2 separate regions of the Sus scrofa genome follow, and region 2 is linked to region 1. Evidence: chromatin contacts called from public Hi-C data. All regions are on one chromosome and are shown on one strand. The core of a region is the stretch at or near the end of the contact, and the rest is flanking DNA. Distances in the headings are between cores, read along the strand shown.

Region 1 (6,636 bases), core at 2,453-4,952:
CACAGAAGGGGGAAAGGAGCCAGGGTTTACCAGCATCCATCCCATAATATGGCAGGCTCTGTGCCAGGGGGGCCAGCAGTCCAGCTCACGCCAGCACATATTCACAGATGCAGAGCTGACCAGAGCACGTCCTGCTGGGGGAAGAGCGTGTCCTTGTGGTATGTAGGTACAGTACTATGGGGAAAGATGGGGGCTGACAAAGGAGATGGATGATCATTTCTTTTGTTTATTGAGATATATTTGACATATCATACTGTATAAGTTGGTATCCAATGGTGATGATTTGCTCTGCATATATACACTGTGAAACAAGTGCCGCAATCACGTTGGTTAACACACCCATCACCTCCCTTAGTTACCTTGTGTGCGCGGTGAGAGCATTTAAGCTCTATTCTCCTAGCAACTTTCAAGGAGACAACACAGTATCGTTAGCTGAAGTCACCAGGGGCCCTCAGATCTTAGTCCTCTTAAAACTGGGAAGGGTGAGCTGGTAAGGAGACTTGAAACCATGCCGAGGGGTGAGTTAGCACGTGGGCCATTGGATGGTGGGAGACCCCAGGGAAGATTTTAAGGGAGACCACTGGATCCCCAATCCTGAAGGAAAGTGACTAAGAGCTCAGCGCCTGAGAGTCAGGCTGGAACATTCCAACTTCATTCATGCTGCTTCTGCCAGCAGATCAGATGCGTAAAAAAACAAGGGTTGAAGAGCCATAATAGATGAAGCCAACCAGCCAGAAAAAGATTCAGTAGTAACCCATTACCCAGATGCAAACACTCTCTGAAAATGGTGCAGCCCAGCCTGTGTTGCTATGGCTCTAGTGTAGGCTGGAGGCTACAGCTCCGATTCGACTCCTAGCCTGGGAACCTCCATATGCCGCAGGTGCGGTGCTAGAAAAGACAAACACACACACACACACACACACACACACACACACACACACACACACAAAGAATGTTTATATATGTATGACTGGGTCACTATGCTGTACAGCAGAAATTGACACAACATTGTAAATCAACTCTAATTAAAAAAAAAAATCTTCAGAAGAGCTTGCAAACAAACCATGCCCTAGTTAGTCCTCTAAGTTCCTCTGTCCCTCACCAGCTGATAACTTTGGGAAAGCTGTCTGACTTCCTGGAGGCCCCAGCTCTTCCTCAGTCCAAGTGAGGAAATTATTGCAGGTGTGTGGAATCAAATTCACTCAAACCCAGATTCTCCTATCTAGCCTTAGGTTCAACTCTGCACAGAGAGGTTAAGTCACTTACCTAAAGGTCGCCCAGCAAGTTGGGGGGGTGCAGGGTCTGCAGCTGGAACAGGGGCTCCCACACCCTTAATGGGGACCCCTCTCCTGCACTATGCCTTGCCTCTGAATAATGCCCTTCCAGGCCACTGAGAGTGTGTATTCTCCTGTCCAGAGCAGGCGCTCAAGGTGAGAAAGTTATAGCCACCTTCTCAGCACTTTTCACACACTTGGGCCAAACACCGCTGAAGTGTGATTTATTTTAGCTGCCCTAATGAAAAGCTCAGGAGAAGCAATGCATATTTAAAGCAGGCCCTTGACATTTGAAGATTTACCATTTGCACTGTCCATTATTTGAGAGTGACCCTCGGGTCAACTATTAAATATACGTAATCATGATTTTTTGATTAAATAATTATTTTTTATTGAGGTAGAGTTGATTTATAATATCATGTCAGTTTCAGGCGCATGGCACAACGATCCAGTTATATGTATATATATATTCTTCTTCAAAGTCTCAGCCCCTATAGGGCATCACAAAATACTGAGTATAGTTCCCTGTGCTATAGAACAGGTCCTCGCTGGCTCTCACTCCCCTACGTAGTAGTGTAGTAGCGTGTATATTGTTGATCCCAACCTCCTAATTCATCCCTCCCTCTTCCTTTCCCCTTTGGTAACCATAAATTTGTTTTCCATGTCTGTGAGTCTTTTTTCTGTTTTGTTTTTTGGTTTTTTGTTTTGGGGGAGTTTTGCTTTTTTGTTTGGTTAGTTGGTTTGTTGTTGTTCTTGTTTGCTTTTTAGGGCCACATCCATTGCAATATGGAAGCTCCCAGGCTAGGGATCAAATCAGAGCTTCAGCTGCCGGCCTACACCACAGCCACAGCAACACGGGATCTGAGCCACATCTGTGACCTATACCACAGCTCACTGCAACACCAGATCCCCCACCCACTGAGCAAGGCCAGGGATTGAACCCAAGTCCTCATGGATACTAGTGAGATTCATTTCTGCTGCGTCACAATGGAAACTCCTTTTTGGAAACAAGTTCATTTGTATCTTTTTTTTTTTTTTCAGATTCCACATATAAGCAATATCGTATGATATTTGTCTTCTTCTGTCTGCCTTACTTCATTTAAGATGATAATCTCTAGGTCCATCTATGTTGCTGCAAATGGCATTTTTACATGCTTTTTAAGGCTGAGTAATATTCCATTGTATATATGTACCACATTTTCTTAATCCATTCATCTGTGGATGGGCATTTAGGCTGCCTCCATGTCTTGGCTATTGTAGATAGTGCTGCTACGAACACTGGGGTGCCTGTATCTTTTCAAATTATAGTTTTCTCTGGATATATATACTCAAGAGTAGGACTGCTGGATCATATGATAGCTCTGTTTTTAGTTTTTTGAAGGAACCACTATAATAGTGATTATGTAATTACGTAGTAGTGATTTTTTTAAAAATCGACCTTATAAGTTTATGGTGAGAACTGAACGAGATGATGTATTTGAAGCCCCACCAGTTACTCTCAGCTCAGGCCTCCACCAGGCCCCAGTGAGAATGTGAATCCCACAGCCAGTGAGTGAGCCTAGCCAACCACCTAGTACCAGTGTTTCCATCAGAGCCTGAGCAAATGTGTGGCATTAGGACACGTTCCTCGGGACTGTACAGCATCACTCTAAGGGTACAGAGAGCACTCTGCACCCCACCCCTAAATTTCCACACAGGTCCCAGTGCAGTGGTGAGGAAAGAGCCCTGGACTGTTCTAGTCCCAGCTCTGCCATTAACCTCATGGTGACCTTAGCGACTTCCCCTTCTGGGCCTCAGTTTGCCCATCAGCCAAGGGAAGGCTTAACCTAGGCCCAAGGCTTAACCTAGCAGCATCTGGCAACTTGTTTGAAAAGCAAATTCCCTGCTCTCCTCCCCCGGCCCCCAACCAGAGACCCACTGACTCAGGCTGTTGGGAGTGGGGCCCAGCACTCTGTGTTTTATCAGACCCTGATAATGACTTTGATAATGGTCATCAGGTTTGAGACCCACTGGCCTGGATGCTCTCTAAGGCCCCTTCCTACTCAACAATCCAATGACCTGTGGGTTACAGACACCATACAAGCAGCATGCTGGCTGGGGGGAGGGGGCGGTTCATGGGATGCCGCAGCAGGGCACTGTACAGCCTAGGGGCAGCTGGTGGGTTGTGGGAAGGGCAGGGACAGGAAGAAGGGAGGGCGTGTGGACACCAGGCAGCCTCAGGCAGCAGTGCTGGCTTCCTCTTCCCTGCCCACCCCACTCTCCATTCCCCCATCTCCCAGCTGCCCCCGCCCCCGCCCCGAGCGAGTGCAGGGAGGAACAGATCTGTCCTCTTGGTCCTTCTCCCCTGATCCCTGTAATGTACACAGGAAGGTCCATTTGTCTCCTGCCGCGCCCCTGGGGAATTAGTTGGAAAATGAGAACCAGTGAGACCTCTAGTGGCCGGGGTGGGGGAGACACCAGACACCAGGACCTGCTCCTGCTGTCCTGGGTTTATGTTGAGTGTGGTTTAAATCTGGCCATTTTAGGGCGGTTGCCTGGGCTCCACATCTGCTCTAACCTCCAACCCGAGCCAAAAATTACAGGCCACCACTCCACCCAAGCCACACCTGCGGGAGGTTGGAAACAGCTTCCTGGCCTGCCGGGCCTAGTCAGGGAAGGCTGCAGAAGGATCCTGAGAGTTCTCGCAGCCCAGCTGACTCTACCTTGGCCAGGCTGAAAGGCTCCTTTAGCTGGCTTATGCAGCCTTCAGTATTTATGAAAACAACCCTGTGATGTCAGTTTTCCTTTCAAGCCCCCCCACCTCGCCCCTCAGAGGAGTGTTGAATCTAGCTCAACACAAACCCAAATTCTCCCCCATCAGCCCTGGACCACAGGAATTGACATCGAGCACTAGGTTCAGCTCTGTGCAGAGAGGTTAAGTAAGTCACCTGAGGTCACCCAGCACACGGGTGCGGTGGGTCTGCAGCTGGATCAGGGGCTCCCACACCCCCCTAGGGGGGAGCCGCACCCCCACCTCATACCTTACCTCTGAATAATACCGCTTAAACCCTGAAAAGCTGTGCCCTCGATTAGGCTGCATTCTTGTTGCACCTGGCTCTTTTGTAAGCCCTGGAATTGTCTGCAGACAAAGAGGAGAGCCCAGGGCCGGGGCTAAAAACCACAATGCAGGAGACTTGAACAAGGTGTGCCAGGTCCCCAAAGCCTCCCAGATTAGTGCTGAGGGCAGACAGGTCTCAACAGCCCAGGGGCTGGAATGGGACCAGGGCGAACCTGGAGGGAAGACCCCATTGCCTGGAGAGAGTGGACGTGAAATGAAGGCGCATGCCAGTATCAGAAGCGGTAGCCCCATTGGCGGACTAATGAAAATAGTTTTCGGGGGCATATGTCCCAGCAAGTCTATTTTCCAGTCTAGGAGACAGGACCTGGTAGAGTGGCTGCTTCATTACTCTGACCTTATTGACAAAGACCCTCTGGAGTGGCAGGAGCCTTTCAGGACCCAGCTCCTGCTCTGCTCTCTAATTCAGGGAAGGAGCCACAGCTGTTTTAGGGTGGCACAGTAGCTGGAGGTTAAATCCTAGGGGTCCCATTCCTGGAAATTGACACCACGGGCAGTAGGGAGCCTTAGCCAGTTCTGGAGGAAGGGGAGTAAAGAGTGTGGAGTGGCTTCCGGGTTTCCCCACCAATTGACTCGGGTTCTGCGTTGCAGGCAGGACAAGCTGAAGATCCACATGAGGAAGCACACGGGCGAGCGGCCCTACCTGTGCATCCACTGCAATGCCAAGTTCGTGCACAACTACGACCTCAAGAACCACATGCGCATCCACACGGGCGTGCGGCCCTACCAGTGCGAGTTCTGCTACAAGAGCTTCACGCGCTCCGACCACCTGCACCGCCACATCAAGCGCCAGAGCTGCCGCATGGCCCGGCCCCGGCGCGGCCGCAAGCCTGCCGCCTGGAGGGCCGCCAGCCTGCTCTTCGGGCCTGGGGGCCCGGCCCCGGAGAAGGCGGCCTTCGTGATGCCGCCAGCGCTGGGCGACGTGGGCGGCCACCTGGGCGGGGCCGCCGTGTGCCTCCCCGGTCCCAGCCCAGCCAAGCACTTCTTGGCAGCGCCCAAGGGCACGCTGAGCCTGCAGGAGCTGGAGCGCCAGTTCGAGGAGACGCAGATGAAGCTGTTCGGGCGCGCTCAGCTCGAGGCCGAGCGGAACGCGGGGGGCCTCCTGGCCTTCGCGCTGGCCGAGAACGTGGCCGCCGCGCGGCCCTACTTCCCGCTGCCCGACCCTTGGGCCGCGGGCCTGGCCGGCCTCCCCGGGCTCGCTGGCCTCAACCACGTGGCCTCCATGTCTGAAGCCAACAACTAGGCTGGTCCTCGGTCAACCCCAGCCCTGCTTCCCTGTCCAGTTTTCCCTTCCAGGCCCACCCGCCCCATCCAATGGGTTTGAACTTTATATTTCAAAATCACAAAAGAAAAAGGAAAAAAATACCAGCAGCCCTGATATTTTCTGGGCCTCCTGAGGCAGCTGCCTCCCTTTTGCTGGTGTCTGAGATGGGCATCTCCTCCCAGCAGGCCTGACCTCTCCCTGGCTGACTCTCTGCCCTCACGCGGAAACCTACAAGGGCCCAGGCCACAGAGGGGGCCCCAGGCTGTGTGCCTGGGAGCACTTTGGAGCTGGGTGAGGCTAGATGGAGGAGGTGGTTTGGTCAGAGGCAGGGGGATGGAATGGGGTTGAAGGTCAGGCCCTGAGGCACACATCTGGTGAGCCCCACTCTCTGTGACAGAGGTCCTGCTAATCCTGTGCCCTTAAGTCATTGTTCCAGTTTCCAGCAGCCCTGGGATATTTAGGGGAAAGTTCCTATTGGCAGGGAGACCTCCTGGAGTCAGGAGCAAGGCTCCTGGAGTCCTGGCCCGTTCTTCCCTCCCTGTCCTGTGACCTTGAACAAGTCAGCCCTGGGTACCCCAGTTTCACCCTGCTGGGAAAAGGGGCTGGTGATTTCATTTCCTTTCTACCATCCACCCCTACACTTCTACATGCCCACCCCTCCCAAAGAGAAGCCTTGAGAGGGTTGCAGCTTTGCCCTCCTAATGTCCCTGGTTACCCTTTCTGTCTTACTGGGCTTAGTTGTGTGACATCCACCTCTACGTTAGCACAGGTGAGAAATGTGGCCAAACTCAACAGGGGTGGCAGAGGGAGAGGGCTGGAGTGGGGCTTGTCCACAGCTCCCAGGCAGCTTTGGGGAGCTCCAAATCCTCCCCTCTCCTCTGGGCAGGCCTCTGTGCATGTCTGGGGACATTTAGCATTGTCCCCACTTCCACAGGCTCCCTCCAACGCCATAAGGAGTCTTGCAGGACTCCTGGAGTCAGTAT
Region 2 (6,636 bases), core at 1,073-3,572, 120 kb before region 1:
TCACTAACACTGGGATTTCAGGCAGGGGGCACCTGTTGGAGGAAATATTTAAGTCTGAACCATCTTCCTGGGGTTCCACAAACCTTGGCCCCATCCTTGGCCTTGATGGATTGATGGACCTTTTCGGATTTACCTCTGGCTTTGGGGTGCTTTAATGCTTGTGGCCTGCCCCTGAAGAGCGGCGGAGGCTGTGGAAGTCCAGCCTCCGGACCAGGGATCTAACCCTTGTCACAGCTGCTGCAGTGTCCAGGCTGGAGCCTTAACCTACAGGAGAACGTCAGATCTCATTTTTTTCTGCTGATTCTCCATTGCACACCTGGCAGCTGGTCACCAGGGAAGAAGGACTCCCTCAGGCTTCTCCCCCATTTCTGAGAACAGCCCAACTTGGGTACCAGGGAGTTAATGAAGTCTCCCCTCCACCCCCACCCCCAGGTGAAGGACAGTTCCTGAGGAGGGGGCCTGACAGTAGCAGGGGCCTCCCAGCTGGCAGTTTTCAAGCAGGTCGTGGTGTGTGGTTTTAAGGAACAGCCTAGGAGAGGGCGCTCCCACCGCACCTCTCTGGGATTGGTGGCTGGCCCACCCCAGATGTGGACTATTGTCTCTGGTTGGCATTTCTGAGTCAGTCTTTGAAAGGAGACAAAGCCAAGGAGAGCCTGGTGATACTGTGTTTGTTGCTGGGGAGGAGCATCCCTGGGGGCCCCCACCTCAGGTCCCCTGACTTCCCCTGTGTCAAGTTCCCCTGGGCACCCCAGAGGAGGGAGCCATAGTTCTGTGCCTCCTTCCTGCATGTCCCTCTTTTTTTTTTTTTTTTTTTTTTTTTTAATTTGCTACTTGAATGCCCGCTGTGCAGTGTTTTATTTGGTAAGTGACACTCACAACCCTTTAAGGAGAAAGCATATAATTCCAGTAATTTTATTGGGATCAGGATTCAGAAATGGAAATAAAATTGCCTCTAAAAAGATTCGCAGAATTGAAGAACAAAATAACAGGGAAAAGCCGTCCCTGATTTCGGATAAATGGTAAGATATCTTGTAAAACATTAGAGAAAAAAATTAGTAAACAAACGGAAAGACCCAGGAGAAAAGTGGCGGCGAGAGGGGACCTCATCCACCACCCTTGCTTTCATTTCTGCTTTACCTTTACGAAAGGGCTAACTTCGCGTGTTAGAAAGTGAGGCGAAGAACGCGACTGGTGCAATTGGTCCTTGTCCCGCGCTGAACAGTACAGGTGGACGGAAAGGGGCTGCCTGCCAAATACTTCTGGTTGGAGGGAGGGGTGGGAGTGCTCTCTCAAAACCACTCCTGGAATGGCTTAACTCGCCCAGCACGAATCAATGACAACCTCCCGCCGGCTGCGGCAGGCTCCCCTGAGCAGCGCTGCCGCGTGGATTCCCAGCCCGGGACCCTGGCGGCGCTCAGGACACCGCCCGGGCACGAGCGCGGCATCTCCGGGGCGGCAAGGTGGGTCTGCGGCGGCCTCGTCCGGGAGCAAGGTGGGATGGGCTCAGGACCCCCAGCGGCGGCCTTGTGGGGAGGAGGGTGGAGGGGAGGCCCCTGGGGCGCCGAGAGTCAGCGTCCCCTCCCCGGGCGCTGCGGGCGTTCGCGCTCCGCGCGGCGGGGACCCCCGGACCGGGTGGCGGCTCCAACTGGCGCTCGCCGGGCTTGAGTGGCGGCGTCTGCAAGGAATTTCAAAGCAGCTCCTGGGCTGCAGCCGAGCGTGCTGGGGAAAGCGGGGCTTGGGCCCTGGCGCTAAGTCAGGGGTGCGTGGCCGCCTACCCCCCATCGAAACGCCCGAAAGAATCAGGGATTCGGAATTATACAGCAACTCTGCTCACGTTCTCAGCGCCCCGTGGCCGTCGCGGCAGTTTCGGGGTGGGGGAGAGGGGACATCGAAGAGTGCGAGGGGCACTCGGGAAGGTGGTGGCCAATAGACACATGGTTAGTTTCAACTAACCCTCCCCCTCAAAAAGCTTGATCCCCCCCCCCCCAGGCCCCGTGTCTGATGCAAAACTTGGGGGGTGGGGTGGGGACAAAAGCCAAGGCAACTCCTTGGAGAAGTCAGAACACGGGCAGAAAATAAAAGGGGGATTGGCAGAAGTGGCTGGACGAGCCGGAGGGAGCCCAGTCGCGGTCCAAGGGTTGAATTGCCGGCAAAGCCCGGTGGATGAGGACCCTTCCCTGCGTTCCGACGTGGGTGCGGGTGGGTCGTGGAGCAAAGCCTGGGTCCCGGAGCTCCCGAGGCGGCCGGGTCGGGGTGGCACGGGCCGGCTCCGTGCGCCCCCGCTCGGATAACCCTCCCGAGCGCCAGGTTCCTGCAGCGGGGCTCAGCGGCTGCGGGCTGACCTGGGAGGGACTCCGGAAAGAGCTTACACACCCTTACACACTCAGGCACTGAGCGATGAGGGTGGGCGCGGTTTTCTTCGTGTCTATGGTGAGGGCTCCGAGGTCCTTCAGGTTTGGTAGTGCTGGTTTCTAGCTTCTGTTGTCCAGGCTGCGGGCCTGGACCGCTGCCGTCTTTTTTTTTTTTTTTTTTTTTTCCTAAATCCTGGGTCCTGGCCTCTGCTCGGGAGGCAGCCCCATTCCCAAGATTCACTGGCCGGCTGGTGGCATACCCCTTACAATCCCTCCAAATGCAGAAATAGGAAAATATAAAGGAAGTAGTTGAAAAGACAAGTCCCCCCCCCCCCCCGCCCCCGGAGTGGATAGAAGATTTTGTAGAAGGGGAGGGAGAGGAAGGGCCGAAGGCCCTGCCAGGTTCAAGTTTCAGTTCTACTCCTTCACCCAGCTAAGTCCTAGGGATTAGAAGGGTTCAGGGACCTCCTCTGGATAGATCTCCTGGAAGAGAAAGTAGCCTGGGCACCACCCTCTCCCCTTAAGGCCCAGCCTGGGCTGAAAGGGAAAAGAAACTACCCTCCTAAAAGATGACTGGGGTCAGCCTGTGCTTCTGGTGGTGATGTTTGGCACTGTTTCCTCCCAGACAACCACACTGAGGACCACACAAAGTCAGCCACCACCGGCCTTATCACCTCCTTTCCGCAGGGGAGGGACTGAGGCCCCAGGGGCTCAGTGAGTCCACTGCTTCCTACATAGACTTATAGGACACTAGGGCCACACAGGCCCTGAGGCCACCAGCGTGGGTTCCAGAACTTCATGAACCTGGATCCCACCAAGCACCTTGCGAGACCTGTTGGGAGAGGCAGAAAGGACTCAGGCTTGACCCCCACCCACCAGGGGCATCTGGTGCAGATTGATGAGACTTGCACAGAATAAGCCAAGCTTGAGACACTGCTGGGAGAGCCACTCTGGGATCTGAGAAGAGCCACTTTGGCAGCCAGAGAGGTCAAGAAAAGCTTTAAATAAGAGGAGGCACTGGGGCAGGACCCTGAAGGAGGAAGGCTCAAAAGAGCAAAAGGCCTGGAGGTCGGGGAACTTGAGGTTTATCCCATGTCAGCTCAAGGAGATGAATCTGAGGGGTCAGAGAGGAGAGAGACAGGACATTCAGAGGCCATCTGCCGCATGCCCAATACTGTGCTTGACATACATTATCTCACCCACATTGCTTGTCAGTTATGAATCATTAGCTCCACTTTGCAGATGAGGAAATAGAGGCTCCAAGAGGTTAAGTAAGCTGCCCAGCTCCTTAGGGACAGAGCCAGGAATCCAAGCTACCCATCATACCACCAACCTTTCAGAAGCTTACACTTGAGGTGGGGAAACAGGAACCCAGCACTCTGGTATAATTTATTGCCCAACACAAAGTAGTATGTGTTACATTCAATGTCAGCTTTCTTGAACCTGAGTTTCTTTTCATTCAGTCAATCAGTCTTTCATCCAACAACTACTGTATTGTCTAATGTGTGATTCCAAGCACCATGCTAAGTGTGGGGCATCCGGGAGTCAGCAAAGTCCAGCCTGGTCCCTGGGAGTAGCAGTAGGACCTCCTTCAATGGGTACTGAGTGAATGAAATGAGACAGTAGGTAGGAAGGTGTGACAGAAGCATGACCAGGAAGAAGGAGGAGGAGCAGGAGGTCTGGGGGAAGAAGAGGAGTGGGGGGTTGGAATGATGAATGTCCCCACGTGCAGTCACAAGGACGAACCCTGGCTCGAGGAGACCTCGCGGAGTGTGCACAGTGCCCATGAAGATGCCTGAGCCCCTGCTCTTCAGGTTATCAATTTACAGGTGCAGGTTCCAAGATGAGCCTTTAGTTTGGGCACATCCCAGAGATGACGAGAGCCCCGTGCAGCCTCCAGGAGGACTGTCGCCTCTCAGTAGCAGTGCCAGCCAGCCTGAGATCTGCCACAGAGCATCATCAACCCCCCCACCCCCGCCCCCACCATGCATCCTTCTCATTCCTCAGCGGCTGGGATTTGCACTTTCCATACCCTCAGGGCTGGTGTTGTAATGAATGCCAAGCCCCCCATCCTACTGTTGGGGAAGCTTGTCCTTGTTCACGGGACTCAGTGGCAAAGTCAGGACCCAGGGCTCTTGACTGTCCATAGCTCTCAGACAGCTCATGCCCACCTGTCAGGGTGTTTCAGGACTCAGATGAAAAGATCATGCTCCGTCCGCTGTATCTCCACTCACAGCGCCATTTCCCGATGTTCCCGTCCATCTCTGTTTTAGCTGAGCCAACACATCTGTCCTAATAAAATAGTGTCAGATGGATACTTGAGACAGAGCAGCCATAAATATTCTAGGACATTTGGCCTCTTAACTCTCCTTCCATCTTGAATGGTATAATAGGTGTAAGATAACTACCTCTGAAATGAACTCTCACTTTTGTGAGGAAGGTGAACTGATGAATCTTGCCTTGATGCCAAGCCCCTTTGAGGATGCTCTGAGACCTTCCTTCTTTAGAATTGACACAACTCTTCCAGGGAGGTTGGTTTTCCTCTTCCTTCTCTGCCCAACTCTTCCTAAATCTTTTGGGCTTGAGGTCACGAGGTCTGTTGCATTCTGTTTTGATGTCGTGGTGCCAGAATAAAGGCATTTTTTTCTTTCGCCTGATGATGAGATGATCAGACTGATAAGAGCAGAGAGCCCCCGCCTGGCTGCCCCATGTTTACAGCAATCACACAGGTGGATAATTACATGGGGATGTCTGTTTGCTCAGCGCTTGCTCAGCCGTGCAGCCCTACAGGTTGGCCCAGAGAGAGAGAGCGCAGTTCAGTTTATTTTCCTTTGGCTGGGAACTGCGGAGATGAATAGAGGGAGGGAAATCTGGGGTTGAAAGATTGTTGCCAAGAGCAATTTGGAGTCTCCTCCATATTAGTCAGAGATTGTGTTTTTTCCTCTCTGAAGCTGCCCGCCTCATAGTAACTTCCACCAAGGATTTTTTTCCCCTCAACTTTGTGTGCACGCGCGCTTGTTAGTTTTTGTTTTGATTTTTAACTTGCTGGATGTCTCATGACTTAGAGAAAAAAATGACTTGGGGAATGGGGTTATGAGATGGGCCCTTTGTACTATACAGTCTGCAGGTTATTGCTTAATACATTTGAATATTGATAGACCCCAAGTTACCATGATAGACTGAGATGAGTAATTCCTTTGAAGTGAGAGTTTATCTTCAGAGGATGACTTTCAAAATTGCAGCAGAATTTAACTTTTCCTCCGTCCATCTCGAGCCTGTGTTTAGAGAAAGAGGAATGTGTGCTCTCTTGTCTCCCTCCCTTTTGTTCCCTTTTGGAGGTCCCCTCCATCAGGGCCTTCCTTGGAAGGGGGCCAGCCAGAGTGCACCTCCTTCCCTCTCCTTGTCACCCCTGAAGCCCCTCCACCTGCAGGAGGTCAGGGGGTGAGAAGGAAGCCTCCTGGGGTTGGGGGTGGTGGTGGTGGTGGTGAGAGCTCTTCCCCAGGGATGGCCTGGCTCTGGTCGCATGAGGTACAGAATGTGAGAGCTGGCACAACCAGAGCCTGCCCTTCCTGGGCCAGGATCATGGGGCGGTATGTTCTTCATTGGTCAAGAAGTGAGTTCATCCTCTGAACAAATTGAGTAGAGCGATAGCGAGACACTGAACTGGAAAAATTGCCTAATAATAGAGTACTTAGTCAATGTCGGCTCTTTCAAATTAGATACAAACCAGAGGCAAATGTACATGTGACCTTCCCAAATGATATCATACAACTGAACTTGGCCTTCAGAAAAATTCTGCCTTGCCTACACAGATGTATGTGCACACACGCACACAGGGCTCTTGCTTTTTTGGCTGTGGATGCTGGCTGATAATTCTGTTGTTTCTGGAGCTAACTGGTAGATCTGTTGGCTTTTGTGATGCTCTTGGTAAAAGTAAGAGGTGACAGTGCCCCCAATTCCTTACCTTCTTTCAAGCCCTAGGGAAGTCCAGCAGAGGATGCTTCTATTAAGGAGAACCTAAATAACAGGAACTTTTCTAAGATTTTTTTTCAACAACAGCTTTATCGAGATAAGTCACATACTATGCAATTCACCCATTTCAAGTAATCAAGTCAGTAGTTTTTAATATTACTAACAAACTGGTGCCATCATCACCACTGTCAGTTTTAGAATATTTTCATCACACCGGGAAGAACCCTGTCACCCTAACTCCCCATTTCACCCCAACCCCCAATTCAAGGTCACCAATAATCTCCCTTCTGCCTATAAATACATTTGTCTGTTC

The links. A called contact is a pair of places that touch in the nucleus more often than the background predicts.
Region 2: a contact with region 1 is called in a Hi-C map of omental adipose tissue, with 1.9 times the contacts expected there. The contact joins two enhancer-like sites. A contact is called at or near these places in 8 of 47 Hi-C or Micro-C datasets (embryonic fibroblasts, epiblast stem cells, fetal heart ventricle and 3 more).

Annotation. Positions count from the first base shown.
Region 1 is chr1:97,611,572-97,618,207 of Sscrofa11.1, reverse strand. It overlaps ZBTB7C (zinc finger and BTB domain-containing protein 7C), which reads left to right. Exons shown (of 5, transcript XM_021092801.1): 5 at 4,981-6,636. The coding sequence ends at 5,632. Among named protein-coding and RNA genes, the nearest start is that of SMAD2, 130 kb to the right of the region's middle. Within about 2 kb of position 3,702, at least 14 of the 83 cell types and tissues checked have an H3K27ac peak or open chromatin away from gene starts, as enhancers often do. A contact at or near this core is called in omental adipose tissue, where this site is marked.
Region 2 is chr1:97,730,182-97,736,817 of Sscrofa11.1, reverse strand. The region is part of intron 3 of ZBTB7C (zinc finger and BTB domain-containing protein 7C); the gene reads left to right. Among named protein-coding and RNA genes, the nearest start is that of SMAD2, 250 kb to the right of the region's middle. Within about 2 kb of position 2,322, at least 16 of the 83 cell types and tissues checked have an H3K27ac peak or open chromatin away from gene starts, as enhancers often do. A contact at or near this core is called in omental adipose tissue, where this site is marked.